Linked DNA regions of Capra hircus: region 2 is linked to region 1. The links are chromatin contacts, called in public Hi-C maps. All regions are on one chromosome and are shown on one strand. Each heading gives the region's core, a stretch centred on a gene start, on an enhancer-like site or on the middle of the called end of the contact. The rest is flanking DNA. Distances are from core to core; before and after follow the strand shown.

Evidence for each region. A called contact is a pair of places that touch in the nucleus more often than the background predicts.
Region 2: a Hi-C map of blood shows a contact between it and region 1, with 2.9 times the contacts expected there. The contact joins the enhancer-like site here to the promoter of PDLIM7 in region 1. A contact is called at or near these places in 2 of 5 Hi-C or Micro-C datasets (blood and liver).

What each region holds. Positions count from the first base shown.
Region 1 is chr7:71,618,946-71,623,864 of ARS1.2, reverse strand. It overlaps PDLIM7 (PDZ and LIM domain protein 7), which reads right to left and starts at 1,967. Exons shown (of 13, transcript XM_018050601.1): 1 at 1,858-1,967; 2 at 805-910. The coding sequence starts at 900.
Region 2 is chr7:71,720,692-71,725,610 of ARS1.2, reverse strand. SLC34A1 (sodium-dependent phosphate transport protein 2A) reads left to right here. Exons shown (of 12, transcript XM_018050615.1): 8 at 469-538; 9 at 795-962; 10 at 2,187-2,303; 11 at 2,404-2,528; 12 at 3,230-4,458. The coding sequence ends at 3,733. Among named protein-coding and RNA genes, the nearest start is that of PFN3, 3.7 kb to the right of the region's middle. Within about 2 kb of position 2,405, at least 1 of the 5 cell types and tissues checked has an H3K27ac peak or open chromatin away from gene starts, as enhancers often do.

The sequences.
Region 1 (4,919 bases), core at 718-3,217:
CTGGAGCCACAGCCTGATGATCGGCTGAGGGGCCCACTGATGGGGTTCAGGGTTCCAGGCCTAGGCCAGCCTTCTTTAGTTCTGCAGACTCCAGCCACCAGTTGACTATCCCAGCATGGGGCTGCATTCTTGGGCTTATAAGGCAATCCCCCTGCCACAGGGAGGAGCCAGCCTCCAGCTCCACCCCCACCAGGACAGGCTCTCAGGAGTTGAAGTCAGAGCCCTACAGACCCAAAGACCACTGCATCCTGAATGGAACCAGTGAATGGGATAAAAGTCCTCACCTGGGCTGGGGAGAAGCACCTTATCCACCCACAAAAACTGCAGGCCATCCCTGTGTTTGAAGCCCCATGCCTGCTTTGCCATGGAACTGATGAAAGAGTTCCTTCAATGAGTCTTGAGTTATCTCATCTGAATAAACAGGGTGGTAGTTGCTATTCCTTAGGTGGCAATGAGGATGAAGTGAGCTCCTGCAGTCAGAGTGCCCTCCCAGGGGCCTAGCACCAAACATTGCTCCTCAAGCAGTTTATAGACACTTCTTGGAGACCGCAGGTTCACCTCTTGAAGAATGGGCACACTCCTGAGCCTAGAAGGTGCAGTGTAGAGCTGTGGAAGTCTGAGGGCTGCTCCTTTCCCAGTATCTACCGAGTTGGGAGTCCTTGTGGCAGATGCGCACAGCTCTGGACCTGGACACCTCCTGGTCTGTGACCTCGGCTCATTCCTGCTCAGACTCCTCCTGCCGCCCACTGGAGAGCTGAGCACCCAGAGACCCCCAGAGGAACCCTTCCCTCAACCTAGGCTCACCCGGGAGATGGAGAGGGGTACATTGAAGTCCTTGCCCCCCTGCAGCCGGAAGCCCCAAGGTGCTGGCCCCTCCAGCACCACCTTGAAGGAATCCATAGTGCTGCTCCTGAGAGGAGAGAAAAAGTGAGTGATGCACAGTGGGTGCGCAGGCAGGCCCTACTCTGGACACCAGCCTTGGACTAGCGCCAGGCAAGCACTGGCAGACGCTGAGCACACCCAGGGGGAGGGTAGGCGGGCACCCTGGTAGGTCGCGCTGGGCTGCTAGCTGGCAGACTCTGGAAAGACAGGGGCAACCCCTCATCCCCAAAGGACTGGGGCGGGGGGTGAAGGGAGCCCGCATCCACTCTTAAGGTCCCTCTCACCCAGGAGTGGACAGCAGGACTACTTTGGTATGACTTCCTTCCCAGCCAGTCTTGAGCCTTGGTCTGGACAGCAATGCCAGTCCAGGGCCGGCACTCCTCTCCCCCGCCCCCAGGTCCCCACAGGCAGGCCTCGGCTGGAGCCTGCTCGGACTATATAAGGCGTGTAAACTGACACTGTTCGGAGAGAACACGGGGGCTTGGGCCGCGAGGGGGAGGGGTGCGGAGGGAGGCGGCTGGAGCGAATCCTAGCCATTCCAAGCCCAGTCGAAGCTACTGAGAGCCAGGGCAGGACCCCTGGGAGCGCTGGGTTCTGGGCGGGGGCGAGGCCCCTGGAGGGAATGGTGGGGGCTGGGACTCCAAAGCATGGTCAGGAAAAAGATTTATCCTGCAGCCCAGTGAGGGTGGTGCCTCCCACACAGGACTGCTACCATCCCAACGTGACTCAGTTTCCCCCTGGGCCTCCGCCTGGGCCCCAAGCACTGGCCGAGTCCCAGGCGCAGGAAGCGGCGCAGGCGCCAATCAGCCCCGCCGCAGCCGGCTTCGCCGCAGGAAGGCGGGGGCGGGGGTAGGGGCGACGGCCCATCGGAGGAACTGCAGAGCTGGCTACGACCCCCAGCCCCCTCTGTGGTCCCCATTAGGCCTCTGCCCCCCGCCTGGTCCGGCCCGAGATGCCCCGCGCTGTCCCAAGTACCTCCTGGGCCCCACCGGGGCGCTGCTCCGCGGCGGGCTCCAAAGAGCCGCGCTGGGATCCGCCGCCCGAGTTCTGACCCCGCCCCCGCGGCTGCCATCCGCTTTGAGCCCGCGTAGGGGGGGCGGAGCCATATGCCCCGCCCCCTCCAAAAGTCGCGGTCGCCCGGGCAGTGGGAAGCCCTACCCAATCCTTCCGCCCCACCCAATCATCAGGTCCCATCTAGCTTTGGGCTCTAAGACACAGCCCTCCTTGGTCCCGTCGGTGGGGCGGGGCCTGGACGGAGTCTGGGCGGGGTCTCGGCTGCTGGACACCTAGTCTGGGAGCCTAACCCTCCGCTTTCCTGGCCCTTTGCGCCTCCAGCTGGCTGAGTGAAAAGAAAGTCTACTTGGGAACCAGACAGATCTGGATCTGAGTCGTCTGTGAACCTTAGTTTCCAACTCAGAAAAATGGGACAATACTACTCGCTTCACAGGGCCGTCGTGAAGACAGGCACAGTTTGCCGTAAGGTACAGCCATCGGAGGCTCCAGAATTTCTAAATAGGACGGATTTGGTGGAGAGTTGGTGGAGGGGGGGGACCTCGAGGTGGGCTTAGTTGAGGAGGACACGGGGGAGTATGAAGTTAAGTTTGCAGGACATTCCACCGAAGGCAGAAAATGACAGTCGACACAGGTGTAGGGACCCTTGGCTCTGGCCCCAATCGTTACTCATTCCTGACCTGTTCCTACCGCCGACCCCTCGCAGTCAGCGGTCAGCAGCCCAGCGACCCCACCTAAGTGCTGACTGTCTTGATGGGGTATGTCCTGCTACCCGCTCCAGAACCGGCAGCGCCTCCATTGAGGGTGTCAGAGTCCCCACTTTGACCCAGTGCTCAGCCCAGGCGGCTAGCTCAGGCAGCGGGGGAAAGTGAGCAGGGATCCAGGTTTGCGAGTGAGTGAACAGATGTCCACGCCTCAGGGGATGGCCAATGCTATTCTCCCCTGTCCACTATTATCATATTTCATCCTCTTCTGCATCAATCCCTTCACTACATAAACTGATGTAAGAGTTCTCATCTTTAAATAAATTTTCTCTTGATCTCACAACACTTTTCAGCAATCTCTCTCGTATTCTTCTATTTTCCCTGAGGGTAAAATTCCTTGGAGTTGTCTATTACCCTTTCTCCCCGTTTTTCCTCCCATTCCCTCCTGAACTCATTCAGTCAAGCTCTTGTCCCCACCAGTCCTCTGAATTAATTCCCTCTTCAAAAGGTCTCTAATGATTTCCAGGTTATTCAATCAATGGTGATTTCTCAGCTTTCCTCTTTCCTTACCTAGAAACAGCTCTGGTCAGGGTATACTCCCTCTTCCCCGTGGCTTTATCCTGTCCCACTGACTGCTTCTTCTCCACCATCTTTCCTCCTGCCCTAATGAATTCTCCTTCTCCACCTCCTTTCGCAGCTCCTCATTTGCTTTCCAACATGGTCATCAGCTCTTTCCTCTCTACATTCACTCTCTGGGACCCCATTCTGCTCTGTGACTATCAATAACACCTATATGCCAAGGACTCCCGACTTATATGTCCGGATCTGGCCTTCCCCAACAAATCCAGACTCCAGTATCCAACAGTCTGTCAAGCCTAGGATGTCTATCTCAAATCATCATTGTTGTAGTTCAGTCGCTGAATCATCCAGCTCTTTATGACCCCATGGACTACAGCACACCAGGCTTCCCTGTCCTTCACCACCTCCCAAAGTTTGCTCAAACTCATGTCCATTGAGTCGGTGATGCCATCTAACCATCTCATCCTGTGTCATCTCCCCTTCTCCTCCTGCCTTCAATCTTTCCCAGTATCAGGGTATTTTGCAATGAGTCAGCTCTTCGCATCAGGTGGCCAAAGTATTGGAGCTTCAGCATCAGTCAATTTAAACTTGCAATTTCTCCACCTCCCTAACTCCTTCCTCCCTTTGGTAAAGTAAAAAAATATATATATATTTTTAAAGAGCAGCATTATTCATCTGCCTGGTCCAGTAAAAATTATGACGTTTTCCTTCCTTTATTTTCTGTCTCATACTTCAGATTCTGCAAATTCCACCTTCAGCATTTGTTCCACATTTGGCTTCCATGTATGTCCCTGCCACTTCTCCCATGTCTGGACATTTTAACGGTCTCCTAATAGAGCTCTCTGCTACTACTCCTACCCAGTCCAGAGTTCTTTCACTGCAGCAGCCAAAGTCCCCCTAAAGCAGAGATCACATCAAATCACCCTCGGCTTTTAGCATTCCAGTGGGCTGGTATCACACTTGAAAGTAAAGTGTTTCAGATGTACATGACACTAATAAACTGCATCCACCAAGACACAATAAACTGGGTCACACACCTCCTCATTCACTCCATCTACTCGTCACTTGGCCTCCTCAGTGTTCCTCCAACACAGCCAAGGTATTCCTGCCTCAGAGCCTTTGTATTTGCGACTCCTTCTGCTGAAACACTTTCTCCCAGGCTCTCTCACTGTGTTCAGGTCTCTGCTCAGATGTTGCCTCCTTTCTTGATCATCCTATCTGAAACAGCAGCCCCCGACACCTCACCTGCATAATGCACGAGTTCCTTGCCCTGCCTTATTTTCTCCCTATAGCACTTACCACCATTTGACATTATATTAAGTGTTTGTTTCTTCATTGCCCTTTGTCTGCATTAGAAAGGCAATCCAATGAGAACAGGGGCTTGTCTGACCTGTTCACCATCTCCGCAGTGACTGCACACAGCGGATAAGAATAAACAGATAAAGGAAGGATTGAGAAAGTGAAACAGTAAATGAGGAAAGGAAGAAGTGGCAGCCTGGGGCTCCAGGCAGTCCTCTAACAGGGAGAGCCAGGGATCCCATCGGTCGGGCTCCTGCAGGGCTCAGACCTAGATAGAGCCAGGAGAGCTCCCTGCACAGGCAGCCGCTGGGTAGGGAGGAACAGGCCGTGGGCTAGGTCACAGTGCCCCCTGGTGGTCAGGATACCTGTAGCTCCAGGGCCAGGTCCCTAGATATTTCCAAAGACTTTCTCTTCTACTGTCTGATTGGAACCTCATAAAAATTG
Region 2 (4,919 bases), core at 1,156-3,655, 100 kb before region 1:
TCAAAGTTATGGTTTGTCCAGTAGTCATGTATGGATGTGAGAGTTGGGCCATAAAGAAAGCTGAGCGCCGAAGAATTGATGCTTTTGAACTGAGATGTTGGAGAAGACTCTTGAGAGTCCCTTGGACTGCAAGGAGATCAAACTAGTCAATCCTAAAGGAAATCAGTCCTGAATATTCATTGGAAGGATTGATGCAGAAGCTGAAGCTCCAATATTTTGGCCATCTGATTTGAAGAACTGATTCATTAGAAAATACTCTGATGCTGGGAAAGATTGAAAGCAGGAGGAGAAGAGGATGACAGAGAATGAGATGATTGGATGGCATCACCAACTTGATGGACATGAGTTTGAGCAAGCTCTGGGAGTCAGTGCTGGACAGAGAAGCCTGGTGTGCTGCAGTCCATGGGGTTGCAAAGAGTCAGACACGACTGAGCAACTGAACTGAACTGACCTCTCCTCCTAATCTAGGTTCCTACTCCTATGCCCAGGGCAGAGGCCAACACCAGCTGGATGCTCAGAAATGCCACCCTGGAGAAATGTGAGTACCCACAGTATGGGAGATGTCCAGCCCAGCAGGGAAGAGCCTGGCAGAGGCAAGGCCATCTTCCACCTGGCCACTGCTGCTTTCAGCCCAGAAGGACAGCTGTTGGCCAGCCTAGCTCCTGGCCTGGGGTCAGGGTCTCATGTAGAGGTTGAAGGAACACGAGGTTGTGAGTTGAAGAGGGTGGCAAAGGTTGGGGGCTGGGAGCTGGATTGAGGGGGCAGCAGCTTGATACCACTCCCCCACCCCACAGGCAACCACATCTTTGTGGACACGGGGCTGCCTGACCTAGCTGTGGGGCTCATCCTGCTGGCTGGCTCCCTGGCACTCCTGTGCACCTGTCTCATCCTCCTTGTCAAGATGCTCAACTCTCTGCTCAAGGGCCAGGTGGCCAAGGTCATTCAGAAGGTTATCAACACTGGTGAGCCCCGAGCAGTGGGTGGGCAGGCCTCAGGACGGGCCTTCTGGATCTTGTTAATCCTTCCTCTGACTTACTGTGTGATCTGGGTAAAGCCCTACCATCTTTGAGCCTCAGTTTCTGCATGTGAACAAAGAAGAGGTTGGAATGGGTGATATATGAGGTCCCTGAGATGCTGACAAGCTGGGAATCTGTGGCTGCTTCTGTTCTAGCAGGTGGCTCCAAAGGGATTCCCAGAGGCCATTGTTTGATTCAATTAACAAATGGTCATTAAGTCCCCTCTGTGTGCCAAGCACAGAGTGGTGTGAGGGATACAGAGGTGAGCCTCACAGAGATGGCTCTTGCCCTCAGGGGGCTCACACCACACATGGAAAGACAGCAAAAAAAAAAAAAAGATCAAGGGGAGATAAATTTAGATAAAAGAGAACAGTTACTGCCAAACAGAAAGCAAAAACAGCAAATAGAGTATGGAAGAGTTGCTTTTGATAGGTGGTCAGTGGCTTCTGTGCAGAGGTGACATTTGAGCAGGGACCTACATGTGAAGCAGTCAGACATGGCCAAAGAGCTTTTTGAGTGGAGGGAACAGTACATGCAAAGGCTCTGAGGCAGGACTTGGCTGGGCAGGCTTGTGGCACAGAAAGGTGGCCAGCCCTGTGGTGGGAGCTTGGTGAGTGAGGTGGACAGAGGCAGGGAGAGGTCAGCGAGGTAACAGGGCCCTGCAGGCTGCACTTAGAGCCCGGACTTTATCCAGGGCTATGGGGGCACTTGGGGGGTTGGGCAGTGACACCATCTGACTTTCATTTAAGCCTCATGTTGAGCTTTAGGGACCCCACCCGGCATGGGCAGAGGCCGTATGACAAATGCTGGAATAAGGGGCATTTGTGGATCTTTGAGAGTTCAGAGGAAGGAGAAGCAAAGTCTGCCTTGGGACTGGGGTCAGGGAGGGCTCTCCAGCGGCAGTGATATCCATGCTGAATCCTGAGCATGAATATTTAGGGGTGAGGAGGCTATCCCAGGCAGAGGGAACAAGGGAGCAAAAGTATGATGGAAGCAGGCTAAGAAGGGTCTTTAATCCAAGATCAAGGAGGACCAGGAGAAGCTGCCACAGTTGAGGAGGAGACTGACAAGGTGCCACTTGGAAGCTGGCATCAGAGACCTCCTCCCCAAGAAACGTCCCCGCCCCTCTCAATCCCCTCCCACTGATCCTACTCGATGGTTTCCTCGCAGACTTTCCCACCCCCTTCACCTGGGCCACAGGCTACTTTGCCATGGTGGTAGGGGCCAGCATGACCTTTGTCGTCCAGAGCAGTTCTGTGTTCACCTCAGCCATCACCCCACTCATCGGTGAGTCCTCACACCGAGGCAGGGTTGGGTGGGGAGGGGCTGGCAGGGAAAGGACTGAAGGAGGGAGCTGGGGAGCCCATGTCCTCTCCTCTGCCCCCAGGCCTCGGTGTGATCAGCATTGAGCGTGCCTACCCGCTCACACTGGGCTCCAACATTGGTACCACCACCACGGCCATACTGGCTGCCCTGGCCAGCCCCCGGGAGAAGCTGTCCAGTGCTTTCCAGGTAAGCTTAGGAGAGGAGCCCTGCCAGAGGGAGGACAGGGCTAAGACTGGCACCTGAAGCCTGACCCAGTGTAGACAGTGTGTACCAAACAGTTTTTGACTGCCTAGTAGGGGGCACCTGCTATGCCAGACTCTATGGAAATCATATGGGCAAAGTATACCTGGTGCCGCCGTCAAGACCTTAGAGTCTAGTGAGAACACAATCAGACATGACTGAGCGAGTGTGCGCACGCACAGATGCCAATCAATGAACAAGAGTCGGTGGGATTCACACTCTAGGGAAGGGGTGCTGTTAAGAGGGGGCCTGGCTCCATCTGGGGGATCAAGGACTTGGAGGCAGACAGCAAAGGGGTTGCTGCTCTAGGAGCAAAGGAGTAACTGATAAGCCAGGATGTTGCCCACTCAGGAGGCCAGAGCTTCTGAACCAGAAATCAGTATGAATCTTTCAGCTCCTGGATATGGATGGAATCTGCTGGGGAATTCCTGAGAAAGGGCTTAGTGGGAAGAAATGTGGAGAGTTTAGGGCAGTTTAGGGCAGTTATGTACCCACTGGTCCGGAAGTGTACCAGTGTTTCACTGGGGGCATGCTAGCCCTGAGTGCTGACTTTCCTGCTGCCCAGAGCTGGTGGTCCCGTCATCTAATCCTGACTCAGGAGCTAGGGCCATGCCTGCCTCCGCCCCTCTGCCTTCTCTCCCCTGCAGATTGCCCTCTGCCACTTCTTCTTCAACATCTCTGGCATCCTGCTGTGGTACCCTGTGCCCTGCACGCGCCTGCCTATCCGCATGGCCAAGGCGTTGGGCAAACGCACGGCCAAGTATCGCTGGTTCGCCGTCCTCTACCTCCTCCTGTGCTTCCTGCTGCTGCCCTCGATGGTGTTTGGGCTCTCCATGGCAGGCTGGCGGGCTATGGTAGGTGTGGGCGCACCCTTCGGGGCCCTGCTGGCCTTCGTGGTACTTGTCAGTGCGCTGCAGCGTCGCAGCCCCGGGTGCCTGCCCAAGTGGCTGCAGACGTGGGACTTCCTGCCCCTGTGGGTGCACTCCCTGAAGCCCCTGGACCGCCTCATCACCCGTGCCACCCTGTGCTGCGCCAGGCCTGAGCCCCGCTCACCCCCACTGCCCGCCAGGGTCTTCCTGGAGGAACTGCCCCCCGCCACACCCTCCCCCCGCCTTGCCATGCCCCATCACCACGATGCCACCCGTCTCTAGGCTCCAGCCCAGATGGCTGCCTGGGGCCAGAAGGAGCCTGTGTCTGAGATGCCCAGGGTGGAAGGGCAGAGGGGTGCGTCTGGGCATGTGCCGGTGCTTGTACAGGTCCTGGGAGGTCTCGGCTTGTGCGGCTGAGAGTGAGTGTATGTGCGCGTGTGGGGGGGCCGCATGCCAACTGCAAGGTATCTGGGTATGATTGTGAGTCCTTTGCAGATGTATTTGGAAGCCTGCACTTGTGTCCCTGTGTACACACAACTCTGACTAGGCTGGGTGGGAGTGAGGGTGAGTCTGTGTATGTGACCTACAGCTGTTTGCTAGGGCACAGATGTGGGTGCCTGATTCATTGCTTGAATTCTCACCCCCTCCCTGCCACCTTCCTTCCTCCATGGTACCATTCTCCTCATCCTCACCCAGGGTTTCTGCATCTCCGCTACAAGGCCCTTCCTAACACTGCCTGATTAAAAAGAAAAGAAAGAAATGAAACTCTCATTGTGCACTTGGAAATCTGCTTGTTCTCCATCTGGAGAGGAGGAACAGATCATGGTTTGGGGCTCAGCAGTACTGTCCCCCCTCCGAAAGAGACCCTGCTGTGCCCTGGGAAAGCCAGCCGACAAGCTCTCCCCAACAACCCTCCTGACCCTGCCTAATGAATCCAATCCACAATTCAAACTCCCTGGAGGCCCCTTGAGGGCTACCTTAAGGCAAGTGGAAGGAGGGCTCTGTGCACCTCTATCTCCCAACCCCAGCAGGCTGACCTCTGCTCTCTACCTGTCTCCCTCCCCTACTCTGAGACAAAATCAGTTCTCTAGAAACCAAGTGACAGGTGGGGGCCCATCAGGGCTACTGAAGGAAGGAGAGGGAGGGTGGAGAGGGGCAAGAGAAGCCATGCCCTGGGCCCCAGTGTGCAGCGGGCAGAGACCAGTCACTTTCCCTTGCACCTTTATACTCTGCCTTTGGGCAGTAAACCAGGCTTCATTTAAGCCCACCAAAGTTTTTCAATTCCTCCTCCCCCATAGGGCCCCCTGAACAGAGGTCTGCAGAAGGAGAGGCAAAGGGTGGGCAATGCCAAAGCTCCTCCCTCTAGTCCAGGGACATCTCTGGGGCCTTTGGACCCCAAAGTGGCAGGAAGACTGTAGGGCCCCGCATCTAGTTGTGATGGTCTACAACACTTGCCTCCCCACCCCCA